Regions from separate parts of the Hordeum vulgare genome. Here region 1 is linked to region 2. Evidence: chromatin contacts called from public Hi-C data. All regions are on one chromosome and are shown on one strand. Each heading gives the region's core, a stretch centred on a gene start, on an enhancer-like site or on the middle of the called end of the contact. The rest is flanking DNA. Distances are from core to core; before and after follow the strand shown.

What was found. A called contact is a pair of places that touch in the nucleus more often than the background predicts.
Region 1: a Hi-C map of seedling shows a contact between it and region 2, with 2.8 times the contacts expected there. The contact joins the promoter of LOC123426426 here to the enhancer-like site in region 2. A contact is called at or near these places in 2 of 6 Hi-C or Micro-C datasets (leaf and seedling).

The regions. Positions count from the first base shown.
Region 1 is chr2H:404,300,398-404,307,142 of MorexV3_pseudomolecules_assembly, reverse strand. LOC123426426 (aminoacyl tRNA synthase complex-interacting multifunctional protein 1) reads right to left here and starts at 3,744. Exons shown (of 3, transcript XM_045110263.1): 1 at 3,161-3,744; 2 at 2,483-2,689; 3 at 553-917. The coding sequence starts at 3,625. The coding sequence ends at 774.
Region 2 is chr2H:403,384,429-403,390,689 of MorexV3_pseudomolecules_assembly, reverse strand. No RefSeq gene overlaps it. Among protein-coding and RNA genes, the nearest start is that of LOC123430163, 100 kb to the left of the region's middle. Within about 2 kb of position 2,214, at least 3 of the 3 cell types and tissues checked have open chromatin away from gene starts, as enhancers often do. A contact at or near this core is called in leaf and seedling, where this site is marked.

The sequences.
Region 1 (6,745 bases), core at 2,495-4,994, 910 kb before region 2:
AGCTCCATTAATGGTCTTTATTATAAATTTAGTACTCCCTCCATTCCGATGTATAAGTCATTCGCGTAATTCTAGGTCACCGATTTAAAGAATTAAATATATGTTATATGTTATGAAAAATATATCACTAGATTTCTACACGAATATAGTTTCTAAATATATATTTTTTGTTACAAATGATACATATTTAGATAGTTAAATTGTCGACCTAGAAGACTTATACACCGGGACGGAGGTAGTACCCGCAAATTCTGTACACATTTTATTTTAGTGTGTATGTGGTCCATATTGAAATATTGAAACCACGCCTTATAATTCAGAACGGAGGTGATAATCTATACGTGCAACCTTTACCAGTAAGGCATGAAATCAGAAGAAAACAGAAAGAACTACTCCAAAATAAATGAGATTACGTTTTAGATCACTACTCTAATTGGAGGACCATCTGGTGGCTCCAGCTACACCCTTCGTGATCCAACCAAAGTCATAACTTATTCCAGCCGCAGAGATGCAAAATCAGCATTTAAAAGTCTAATGACCAAAACAGGTTTGTTAATACTATCATGCAAAATTCAATTATTAACCTTGGATTGAAGTGGAGGAGAAGATAAATTCCATCCATGGGCTCACATTTGAGCTTTGATACTGAGAAACTATAAAATGTGGATACTATCAATAAAAATATCCTTCGAGGCAATATTTCCATTGAAGATTTCACTCCCGCTATAACGATACAGCCAAAAAGGAAGAAGAGATCATCTCTTCAATCAGAATTATGACACTCTTGCACCCTGCAACGATTTGCAGAAAACCATGCCTGCCGAGGTGCGCATTGGTTGCTCACCAAGAATTGCTATGCAGTTATCCGTTGTCTTAAGGTGAGGCTGAACAGACTCCCAAATCTTTTTCTTTTGAACCTGGCAAAAATACAACAAACCATGAGCTGTGTTGCTGCAAAGTATGTTCCATGGTAACTCACTTCTGCAAAATAATCTCTTACATAGGTTGGATTCATCGGAGTGGACAAAAAGCGAGATGGCTCTAGGCCTATCAAGATTTTGAATTTTTTATATTATTTTCACACAAACAAAGAGTCATGCTCCCTCCGTTTCTTTTTTTTCTTTTCGAGAAAACGCAAAAAGCTTTTGCTTTCATTGTATTAAAAAGAGAGGGTTTGGTACAATCCTCCTAGGAGGCAAATTACAGTGCAATTACAGGGGTATTAGTGCACATCCCAGGTCTGCGGCAATAGGACGCGGAGGCCCAAAGCTCCGGCTTTGGCCCAAAGAACAGCCTCATCCTTAATCTTGCCAATCACAGTAGTGATGGAAGGGCACGCAAGTCTTTTTAGATATTTCACTAGGAGACTACATACGGATCAAAATGAATGAATCTACATTCTAAAGTATGTCTATATACATCCGTATGTACTTTTTTAGTGAAACCTCTTAAAAGACTTATATTTAGGAACGGAGGGAGTAGTATTTTACCACTTATATTTTACTAAGCGTTTTATGACCTAACAACCAGGGATTGCCTCTCAAGAATCCACAGAGTTCCCAGAAACTATCAGTGAGATATCAGTTTTCTCTGCAGGTTTTCTCACCAAATTTAGTCTGCATAAGGTGCAGACCTGTATTATGCAGAACTAAGAATGAGTAATACTCCCTCGGTCCCTCCGTTCCTAAATATAAGACCTTTAAGAGATCCCAATATGGACTACACAGGGAGCAAAATGAGTGAATCTACACTCTAAAATATGTCTATATACATCCGTATGTGGTCCGCATTGGAATCTCTAAAAAGTCTTATATTTAGAAACGGAGAGAGTACATCACAAAGAAAGAAAGACAACGATGTGGCAGTTAGCCGTGTAAGCTGTCTCTGCAAATGACTCGATGTAGAATAAACTGTGTGGAATTTGGCAAGAAATCTGTTTTCAATACATTAATCTTGCTCACTAGGTTTACATAAGCATCATATATTTTGAAAAGAAGTTGCACAAAATATGGATAATTTCAGGTAATAGTTTTGTGACCAATATATCAAGTGGGACATGGGTTGTAACTATGTACAGTACTAGATAAAAATACACATGGCTTATACTACATATATAACATCATGCTCCTTGCTCCGAAATTCATGCAACAAATCTTAAGTGGTTGTGTCCTGGTTCATATGTGAATGCATAATGTACTACCCATCGTTACCAGTTGCAACTAAAATTGATCCCTTCCATGTACCTGTCTCGTTCATCAGCTATGACTACATTGAATTGTGCATTGGAGCTGTTGTGAGCAACATTTAATCAAAATAATGTTGTTCATGGTAAAATGTAGAACATTAAGGAAAATCTTTATACAGTTAAGCGGACAACATACACAGGGCTTAAGGATACTAACTGTAGTAATCTGCATTACTTAGCATAACTGGAATCGTCAAGAGACAATGCCAAGACAAATGTCTAAATTATAAGTGATACCTGGTTTCCCGTTGCAGGTTCAGATTGAAGACTCTTTTCATCTTCAGATCCAAACCATACCCTTTCACCAGGAACAGAACCTTCTGGAGGGGTGAGCAACTCAACAGCCTCGTGAGAAGCATCAGAGGCACACATAAGCATGCCATTAGACTTGATGCCGCGCATGTTTCTTGGTTTCAGGTTAGCAAGAACAATGACATTGCTGTCCTGCATAGATCGCATGCCATAGCTGATGTCATCAGTATATTCAGTAAAATAGAAGAAAATAACTTGCACTTCATTGCAGACCATCTATATACCCAAAGACGTCAATAAACAAACTGAATGCAATCGTAGAGTGAAGCATGAGGATCTTGGCTCAAGCTAGACCAATCCTGGTAAATTCAGGAAGGTTGGCACCTGGTATTATCTCACCAAGTGAATCGACACTTCCAGCATAATCATTAAGTAAGCTGTACACTTCATCTAATAGCGATGTTGCTCTTAATTGATACATACTAAAATTTCCAGTTCGTCCACATAGATACTGGTAATAAGTAGTTACTTGCCCGCCCGCCCGCCGAAATGCGCAATTTATGTGATCTATACAAAAACTTGAGCATACTAGCTAGTACAGTACATCATTTCTAAATAACTGAAAAATCTTGGATGGACGAGTTCTCATGCATCATTCATAACCTGGAGTTGGTCGATGGGTAGGTATTTGACGAGGCCGCTGCAGATGGTGCGCGGCTGCTCCTCACCGACGTCGACCTCCTCCACGTAGAGAGTATCCGCCTCCGGGTGCAGCCACGCCTTGACGACCCGCCCCACCCGGATGTCCAGGAGGCCAGCGAGCTCGCCCACCGGAACCTCGCCTTTCTCCTCCTCCCCAGCCGCGGGCGCCGGCTTCTTCTCCTCTACGGCCGCGTGCGTAGGTGCCGGTGCGACGACGGCGTCGGAGGAAGGCAAGGAGCAAGAGCAGAAGAGGGCGGCATGTTTGGCGGATCTCGCAGCAGACAACGGTGCCAAGAAGGAGATGGATTTGGCTATGCCCCTGCAGCCAACTCGGGTCCTGGCGAGGATGGGGGTTGAAGGCGGGGAAGGGAGGCGGAGGTGAACGCGACAGCTTGATGCGAAGGCCATTCTCGCTGCGGCCATCATCGTCGTGCCGCTCTCAGGCTTCAGCTGCCGCCGGTCCGGCTCGTCTCCGCCGCAAAGCGAGGCGCTGGGATTTTATCCGATGGGGAAGGAAGGGCCCAAGTGATCCGCAGGCCGGTGGCCCATGTGTGGAACGGTGCAACCAAATAACACAATTTCTACCGCTCAAAAAAAAGCGACATTTTCTATTTACAGTGAGCAAGTGCGTCCGGCATAGTGCATACACGGGAGAGGAAGTAAAAACTGATCTAAAGAAAAGGTAAGAGCAACTTTAAGGGGGCGATTCAAACGGACAGCGTTTTTTTTTGTCCGTTTGGGTCTTTCGTCGGTCTATCCGTGTTCTTTTTGTAAATGGGTCGGCACATGTATCCAACAGAAAGCACATGAACAACAATATTGTAGTATTAAAATAATAAAAGAGAGATGGTTGGGGATGGACCAACGAATTAAATAAGCAGACAGAGGTGGGTGGGTGGTTGTGTGATAAGTAGGCCAGGCCGGCCACATGCGGACACAGAGAGGATGCGTACGCGTCCGCGTCGATGCATTTCTGTCCTAAATTTGAGCCGAAAATGGATCGGCACGGACGCGAAGCGGACACGTTTTGGCAATGGGTCCGTGCGTTGGACCATCACTATTGTCCGCGCGGATCCAAACGGACGGCGGCGGACGAAATGGATCGCCCTGTTGAAATTGCTTTAAAAACTGAACTTTCCTCGACGTTTCCTACAAAAGCACTACACGGTTTTATGACACGTGTTTTTTAAAAACACCATGATATTTATGGAAACAATGGTTTTGTATATGAAAAACGTTTATTATCAACAGATGAAATTAAGAAAATGTAAGCCGCGTCCTCTGGTGGATACTTGTCCCTATGGACCCGTCACCGCTGTGTCTAGCCTTATCTTCTCCCCGCACGCAATCTCCTCCTCCACTCATCTCTTTCCTCTCTTTTCCCCTTTCTATCTCTCTTCGCCACCCCCACCCCACACCACCACACCCCGTCGCTACTACAAACTAACGGAGTAGGAGGAGAACGACGACAACCACAACGTGTTGTATCTGTGTCGGAGCAGCTCTGTCACAACAACATAAGTGGCCCGTCATGAGCTTCATCGCAGCACCCCGTCGCCATCACGTCATGAGATGTTACCGTCGCATGCACCGGACAGTGCTGTAGTGGAGCACTCAACGGTGGCTCCCCATGTTGCGGTGCAGTGCCCGCGCGGAGGCTCAGAACCTGGTGTTGCAAGGAAGCTTCATAGGTGCATCCTACGAAGCTTCACCGGCGGCGCTCGGAGCTGCTATGGAGCTTCAGTGGCAAGCTCAAAGTTGCAATGGAGTGTCCCGGTGGCTGCAATCGAGCGCGTCTGTCTGCGAATGAACACCACCGTGCCTGCAATGGAGCCCCGTCGCGGCTGGGGCTGTAATGGAGCTTCGCCGGAACACCGCACGCCAGTGGCTGCAATGGAGCGCGTCTGCTGCAATAGAGCTCTGCTGCAGCTGCAATGGAGCTTCACCGGGACGCCGACGGTGTTGTGTGGACCTTTTTTGCGTTGCGGTGCTGCCATGGAGCTGCAGTGGAGCTTCCCCGGGGGGTCATCAGTGTTGCTTTAAAGCTTGTTTTCCATCGGCTCTAGTGCTGCTGCGTTGGAGCTCTACCGGTGGCTCTGGTGCTGCAGTGTTGGAGCTCTACTGATGGCCCAAGTGATGCGATGTCGCCAGCGCAGTCGCCATGGTGAGGTGAGATTGACAGAGCAGCATCGTTGCAGAGGAGGCGTGCTTGGATTTGACTACGAGCAGTTGTGTGCGTCTTCTGCGTTGACCAAATCTAAGATCTACACATCGAGCAATCTGACTGCTTGCGAGGCGGCTTATGTTTGTTCATTATCATCTAGTTGATTTGTAGCATTGCCCCTTGTATATTGTGAAGAGCGGGGAGAGTGTAGAATGCTCAAAAATACATGCCTAGTTCTTATTTCGAAGGTAAAAAAACCCAACCTTACTCTCCTAATTCTGTCCCATTAACCCATGCAACGTGTGTCACACGTGATACAAGTGTATGAGTTGACAAGCAGTAGGAAGAGGATGAGTGAGCCGTGGGCCAGGGTTGTATTGAGCCGAGTGTGGCCTCGGACTAGAGAGTGTGTGTCGATGTACTTAACCCTGTGGACTCATCAAGAAGGACAGGAAATGAGACGACTCTCAGTCATCCTCACCCTCACCGTCTATCCCTCTCCCCTTGCTCCTCTCATCATCCCCTTTTCCCTTTCTCGTGTCGCCAATACCCTTTCCTAGGGTTCATGGTCGTCACAATTGCTATCTAGAGCCAATTTATTCCTCCCCCGCCGCCGGATCCACATTGCCGCACCCATAACCTCTTGGCAAATCGGTAATATCCATTGGAGTAGGTGCGATTTCACTCCGATGAGATCGCTCAAAATCCTTTGTAGGGTTCGATTTGCTCCGAGCTGGTGCAACAACGTCATCCAAACCCTCCTCCAGACGCGACACCTCATCGCTGCGATGGAGGAGCAGACATCCAACCTTACGGTTCTCATGGAGAAGCACCTCAACCACTTTGATGAGGAGAAATTGGAGGCGGTGAAACGTGCCGAGGTGCAGGCCGTGTTCAACATCCAAGTCTCCCACGAGCTGCAGAGTCTCTCTAAGTAGATTGGCCTCACCCAGGCCGATGTGGACGACGTTCGCAAGGTCACATCACTGTCGGACTCGCTAGAGCAACTTTAGCAGACCTCGCATCCCGCCGGCCCGCAAAACGCGTTTGCAGTTCACGCAAAACCGCTTCTGCAGACCGGCGCAGGCTGGCACAGATGCAGACCCCGCGTAATGGACCCGTAAAAAAGCATATTTGCGGAATATACTTTTTTTACGGGTCGGCTTCTACGGGTTCTGATCTGGCGCAGCTCATTCTGGCCCGTAAAACTTAGATTTGCAACTTAAATTGATCTAGCACAATGCTTTTCTTTTCTTTTGCAACAACATTATAGATACAAAAGATATCATCAATTCTTGGCTAGAATAGCAAAACCAAAGAAGTAAACGTTGCTTCCTCTCTAGTTGCACATGCAGTCGCATCATTGCCTTCGATTGTACTAA
Region 2 (6,261 bases), core at 965-3,464:
TATGTGCTCTTCGGCTAATCCGGTCACCACTGCACTGGGGGATAGTTTAACTACGCCACAAATTTGAACTCCTCTGACTAAGTGAAAGTTATGCAGCCACTATAATATGATTGTATGGTTCTTTAAATACGCAACCGCCTACGTGTTCTGAGACGTCGACTAAAGGTTTATGCGCTTTAGGGAAGACCCCACGTAGAATCTACAAGGGGATAGAAGCCGATGATTGGCCACTTTCAGAACTAAAAAGGTCACACAATAGAAAGGCTCCTGACGGCAGAAAAGAATTTTTTTTGTCTCGTTCTGGTATTAGGGAAATATTTTGGAATTTATAGGACGAAGATTAGGGTTAGGAGGCCTGCAGGGGGCCCACAAACCAGGGGTGCGTCCCCCCTAGGGCACGCCTTGCAGGCTGGTCGTCTCCTAGCAGGTCTCATGCCCCCTTCTCCAAGTTTGGCAGGTTTCTTCTGGTACAAGAAAAATCATTCCGGAGATTTTATTCCGTTTGGACTCCGTTTAATATTCCTTATCTGCAATACTCAAAAACATGAAAAAACACAAACTGGCACTAGGCTCTATATTAATAGATTAGTCCCAAAAATAATATAAAATAGCATATTAATGCATATAAAACATCCAAAATAGATAATATAATAGCATGGAACAATCAAAAATTATAGATACGTTGGAGACGTATCAACGACTCCCTCCGTTTTCGTCGTTGACCGTTTTGAGATCAACCACACACGCACACGCCCGCGGCATCATTAAATTTTTGTTTTTTAAAAGTGTGTATAAAACTTTCTAGGATTGTGTCGAAACTTGGCGCGCGGTCTTAATATAGTGTAGGTAGACTGCCTGCCAAATTACGTCGCAATCGAAGCCCGTTTGATACCCGAACGGTCGACGGTAGCGGCACCGTCATCGTTTTGTCGTCGAACGTTTTCGGTGTTTTAAAATCTTGTGTCGGGCCGCAAACCCCTCTCTTCTCTCAGCACATCATGGTTACACAGCCCACCTAGCCCATCAAGACCATCCCCACGTCCGTAGTCGTCCGATCAAGATTGTATGGCTCGAAAACGGGCAAACCCCCCCTAACCTAGCCCCATTGCCGATAAATAGGCCACCTCTACCTAATTAGGGACAAACCTTGTTTCGGGGCAATTTGTAGTAGGGAATGGGAATTAGGGGGGTGTAGGACTTAAAATCCCTTGTTTGATTGGAGGACAGGGGAATTAATGAGGGAAGGGGAAAGGGAGTTACGGGTCAAACTCCCCTTATCTCTTCCCTAGTGGGGGCTGGTAATTGAGGAAGGGAATGGAAAATGAGAGGAAAAAAACCGTTGTCATGTTAGTTGCTCTCGCTCCGTATGTGTAGGGATAGAATACCACCGGTGGATCCATTTACTTAGTTAGTTTCCCTATCAAATTCTCATGAAAAACCCCTTTCAATCACCAAACAAGGGAATGGGACTAGGAGACTATTTCCCACGTCCAAACCCTCCAGCCAACTCCCACTGCTAATTCCCATTCCCCTTCGCTGAGACTGCCAAACACGCTGTAACTCCTAGCGATCTTGTCCCGCCGCCACCCACCTAGTTTTCTCCACAAGCCAAACCGCAGCCAAATTCCCCCCACAGCTCGTGTCCCCATGGACGCGTCCGCCTGCCCGTAGCCCGGCATCAAGCAGGAGTAGCAGCTCCCGCCGCACCTGCCGGAGCCCCAATTTCACCTCGCCGACCGGTCTCCTCGGAGCTCCACCAGCAGGCCGACCAGCATCGCGCCCCTCTCCTGCTCCTCTTTCCTTCCTTCCCTTCTTTTCTTCCTCCCGAGTCTCACCTCGTTCTCTCTCTCTCTCTCTTTGCAACCTCGAACAGGAGCAGCGAGCAACGCCATGGAAGGCCACCGTCGCGGGCATCAGCAGGGACCTTCTCGACCACTAGATCTGGCGCCTCCACTCTACGCCCCTGCTATTTGACCTCCCGACCTCCGATGCGCGCCTCCCGATGCATGGCGTCGTCTTTGCTTCCTGTGCTCGAGCGGGAGCTCTCCATGGCCACAGGAACCATCGTCGCGGGCCACCATCTCGTGACGGGTCTGGTCGGAATGGAACTCCCGTTCCGCGCCACGCCAGGACACGGCCTTGCCCCCTCGCCTGCAGCTCGCCTTGAGCAACCCCCCGACCCTCTCCATCTTCGGGCCATGCACGCGGCCTCTGTTGGCCCCGCTGTGAGCATCCTTTCCATAACTGAACTTCGTGTTGCATTCAGATCCGTTCTGGCATGTTAAGGATATTTAGAAGTGCATGTATTTTATAAAATGAGGACATATCTAGCCGAGTTGGCTAGCTCGGCAGTTCTGCACCTGCGGGATCCTCGATTCGAGTCCAAGTGGCTCCAAATTATGTATAGTTTAATTTTTTACACAGCCACACACCCAAGCACGTCGGCCGGAAGCTTCCACTGACTGCAGCCCAGTGCATAGATTCGGCCCGTTGCATTTTTTTCTCTCGACGAATTTGTCTAATTAGCTCGAGCATTTTAAAGTTACACATTAGATGCCTATTTTAAAACTCCCGTATCTTTCAAACCCGTCGGATCGAAATAAATTAGATATGAAAAACGTGTAGAGTTTCGTGTAGATTAATATTTCCAACTTTCGTGCATATCTAAAACTGTTTAACCTTTATGTTGCATCGTTTTGCGTGATACCATGTGAAAATGGTTTAATTCGTAGCTAGTTAACCGTAACTCCGTTGGAGATGAGCTATATATATGTGAACCGACTAGAATGACGTGTAGTTTCACGTGAACCACTTTGTTGTCGTTTAACAAAAATAAAATGTGTTTTGGACATATCTGGACAAATTTCAAAGTCAACACATGGGATCGTCTCAGAAATGCTATATGTCATTTCCGGCCTCATTTAAAATGTCTAGATAGGTAATTTATTTGTGCTTCACCTCTTTCCATGTTTAAACAACATTTAATACTGTCATGTATCAAAACGGGAGTGAACTAAATAACTCGTATGTGGAGTTTCGTCAATATGCAACTCGTTACATATTGAGCTTCACTTAATGTGTAGTGTTTGGCGGTTGTGAATTGCTATGCCATGCCTTGCATAATTCAACTGGACATGCATCATATTAGGTTGTGCATCATATCGTGCATGTGACGTGGTGAATGTCGTGTGTTGATTCTTGTTTTCAGTTCGCTTCGTCTCAGTAGAGTTCCATAAGCGTGTAGGAATGTGAGGATCCGTTCGACTACGTCGGTCCATCTGCTTCACGGATTCGTTCTTCTTCCAAGCGGGATCGCAAGCAAGATGATAATTTCCCTATATACCATTACTATCAATGTCATGCTAGTTGTCTCGTTTCTTTCATTATGTCTCGTTGCCTACCACCTATTAAATGTCAGCCTGTCAACATTGCCATAAACCTTCAACCTTTTTACAACCTAGCAAACCACTGATTGGCTATGTTATCGCTTGCTTAACCATGTGTTAACGTTGCTAGTTACAGATGCAGTTGCTTCCATGTGAAAACATGGGTTCCTTGTTATGTCCCCATATTAATGCCATTTAATTTAAAGCACCTATATACTTGGTAAAAGGTGGAAGGCTCGGCCTTTCTAGCCTGGTGTTTTGTTCCATCTTTACCGCCCTAGTTTCGGCTACCGGTGTTATATTCCATAACTGAGCGCTCCTAACACGACCAGGGTTGTTATGGGGACCCCCTTGATAATTCGTCTTAGATTAAAACTGGTCTGGCAATGCCCAACTTTTGTACTATAATTGCCTAATTAACTAATGAACCACATAGGGTTGATCACCCCGTGGATAATTAATCAACTCCCGGGCCAGTGCTCCTCATGAGTGTTGGTCCAAAACGGGCTACCTCGGGGGCCACCGCGAGGAAACTTGAGGTTTGGTTTTACTCGTAGCTAGTCCCATCTGGTCGTGTCCTGAGAACGAGATACGCGGCTCCTATCGGGTTTGTCGACACGTCGGGCGGCCTTGCTGGATTTGTTTTACCTTCTAGAAAATATCTTGTGCATCGGGATTCCGGTGATGCTTTGTGTTATCTAAGAGTTGATGTTTTCCACTAAGGAATCCGAGGAGATCACGAGTTTCGTGATCGAGGCTTTCTATGCGGCTTGTGGTAATTTGCGATGGACTAGTTGTAGCACCCCTGCAGGGTTAAATCTTTTGGAAATCCGTGCCCGTGGTTATGTGGCAACTTGGAAACTTTGTTTAACATACGGTTCTAGATAACTTGAAGTAAACTTAATTAAAATATGTCAACTGGGTGCGTAACCGTGACTGTCTCTTTTGTGAGATCCTTCTCTAATCGAGGACACAACGGGGTTATGTCTGACGTAAGTAGGTATTCAGGATCATTCATTTGATCATCAGTAGTTCACGTCCACTATGCGTAGATCATACCCCTCTTTTATTTTTGTATTCTTAAGTTAGCCACCTCAAATAAATGCTTAGTCGCTTGTTGCAGCCTCACCACTTAACCATACCTCACCCATTAAGATTTGCTAGTCTTGATACCTTTGGAAATGAGATTGCTGAGTCCCTGTGGCTCACAGATTACTACAACAACAGTTGTTGGTGCAGGTAAAGAGTTACTTTGACGTGAGCGTGATGATTGTTCTATTTGGAGTTTATTCTTCTTCTTCATCGATCTAGGATGGGTTCCAGGCCGGCCGCCTGGGATAGCCAGGATGGACGTCGTTCTTTTATCTTTTTTTCGTCCGTAGTCGGACCGTGCTCTTCTTCATGATGATTGATTATGCTGTTGTACTGATGTGAACTTGATGTAGCTTGTGGCGAGTGTAAGCCAATTCCATATACTCATCTTTTCAATACATGTACTTGTAAAAATATCCATTCTTGTAAAACGACGAGATGTGTTCCTATCCCTGTCGAGGCCCTCACGTCAAAATAAGGATAGGATCGCATATTGGGCGTTACACCGGGGGTCCACCGAGAGGGCCACCCACCCCGAGGGGCACATGGGCCTAGGAGGTGGCGCACCAGCCCCTGGTGGGCTTGGGTGGCCAACCCCAAAGAGGCCCATGCGCCAAGGGCCAAAGAGCAGGTGGAGGAGGAGTCCTCCCAAGGGAGTCCACCTCCCTGTGTTAGGAGGACTCTTCCCCTTGGCTCGACCAAACCTCTCCTCCTTGGAGGAGGGGCCAAGGCAGCCCACCTACCTCTTCCTCCTATATATAGTGGAGGTTTTGAGGGCAACGACCACCTGAAAAAGCCACGTGTTGCCCTCTCCTCCATAGATCGTCTTCTTCATCTAGATTAGTTTGGTAGAGTTCGGCGAAGCCCTGCCGGATTAATTCACCACCACTGCCACCACGCCATCGTGCTGTCGGAGAACTCATCTACCTCTCCGCCCCCTCTTTCCAGATCAAGAAGGCGGAGATCGTCATCAAGCTGTACGTGTGCTGAACGCGGAGGTGTCGTCCGTTCGACACTAGATCGTAATTGGATCGCGGTATGGCTTGCGATTTGGATCGTGGAGACGTTCGACTACATCAGTCGTGTTTCTTAACGCTCCCCGCTTAGCAATATACAAGGGTATGTGGATCCGATCTCTCCTCTCATAGATGGTCATCACCATGGATAGATCTTGTATGTGCGTAGGAAATTTTTTGTTTCCCATGCAATGTTCCCCAACACTAATGAGGCGGCATATAGGCATCCACATAATTATATCGTAGATGGTTACTGCCCATTATTGAGGGGGCATCAGGCTCTCGGTGGGCACGCGATGACGAGTCTCTTGGTGGGTTGTCGATCATGCCGCCTAATAACTCTAAATCTTTTGCGTGGTGGATGGCAAGCAACACTTCGTACTTCGTCTGCAATTTAGGACAGTAAAACTGAGCCTAAAGGAAGCTCTCTCACGCCCCCAATGTTTCTAGCCATCGGATTTCGTGTTTGATTATTTTCTGGCCGTCAGATCATCATCTAAGTTGGAGTTTACCGTGACCTGGGCTGGTTGTCCTAATAGGCAGCTATTCTGCAGACTTTTTCTAAGGCCCGTGGTTAATTGGGCTTCTACGGGTTGTTATGCAAGCCCATTTAGGTACACGCCGATCGCTGAAAATTGTTCGCTCGATGGGATGTGCTCGATATAGAGGAGAAGAAAGCCGTCCCATCTCCCTGACCTCTCATCTCTCACCCACGATGTGTGCGATCACGCGCCACCACAGTTCCGCCACCTCCTGGTTCGTTGCTC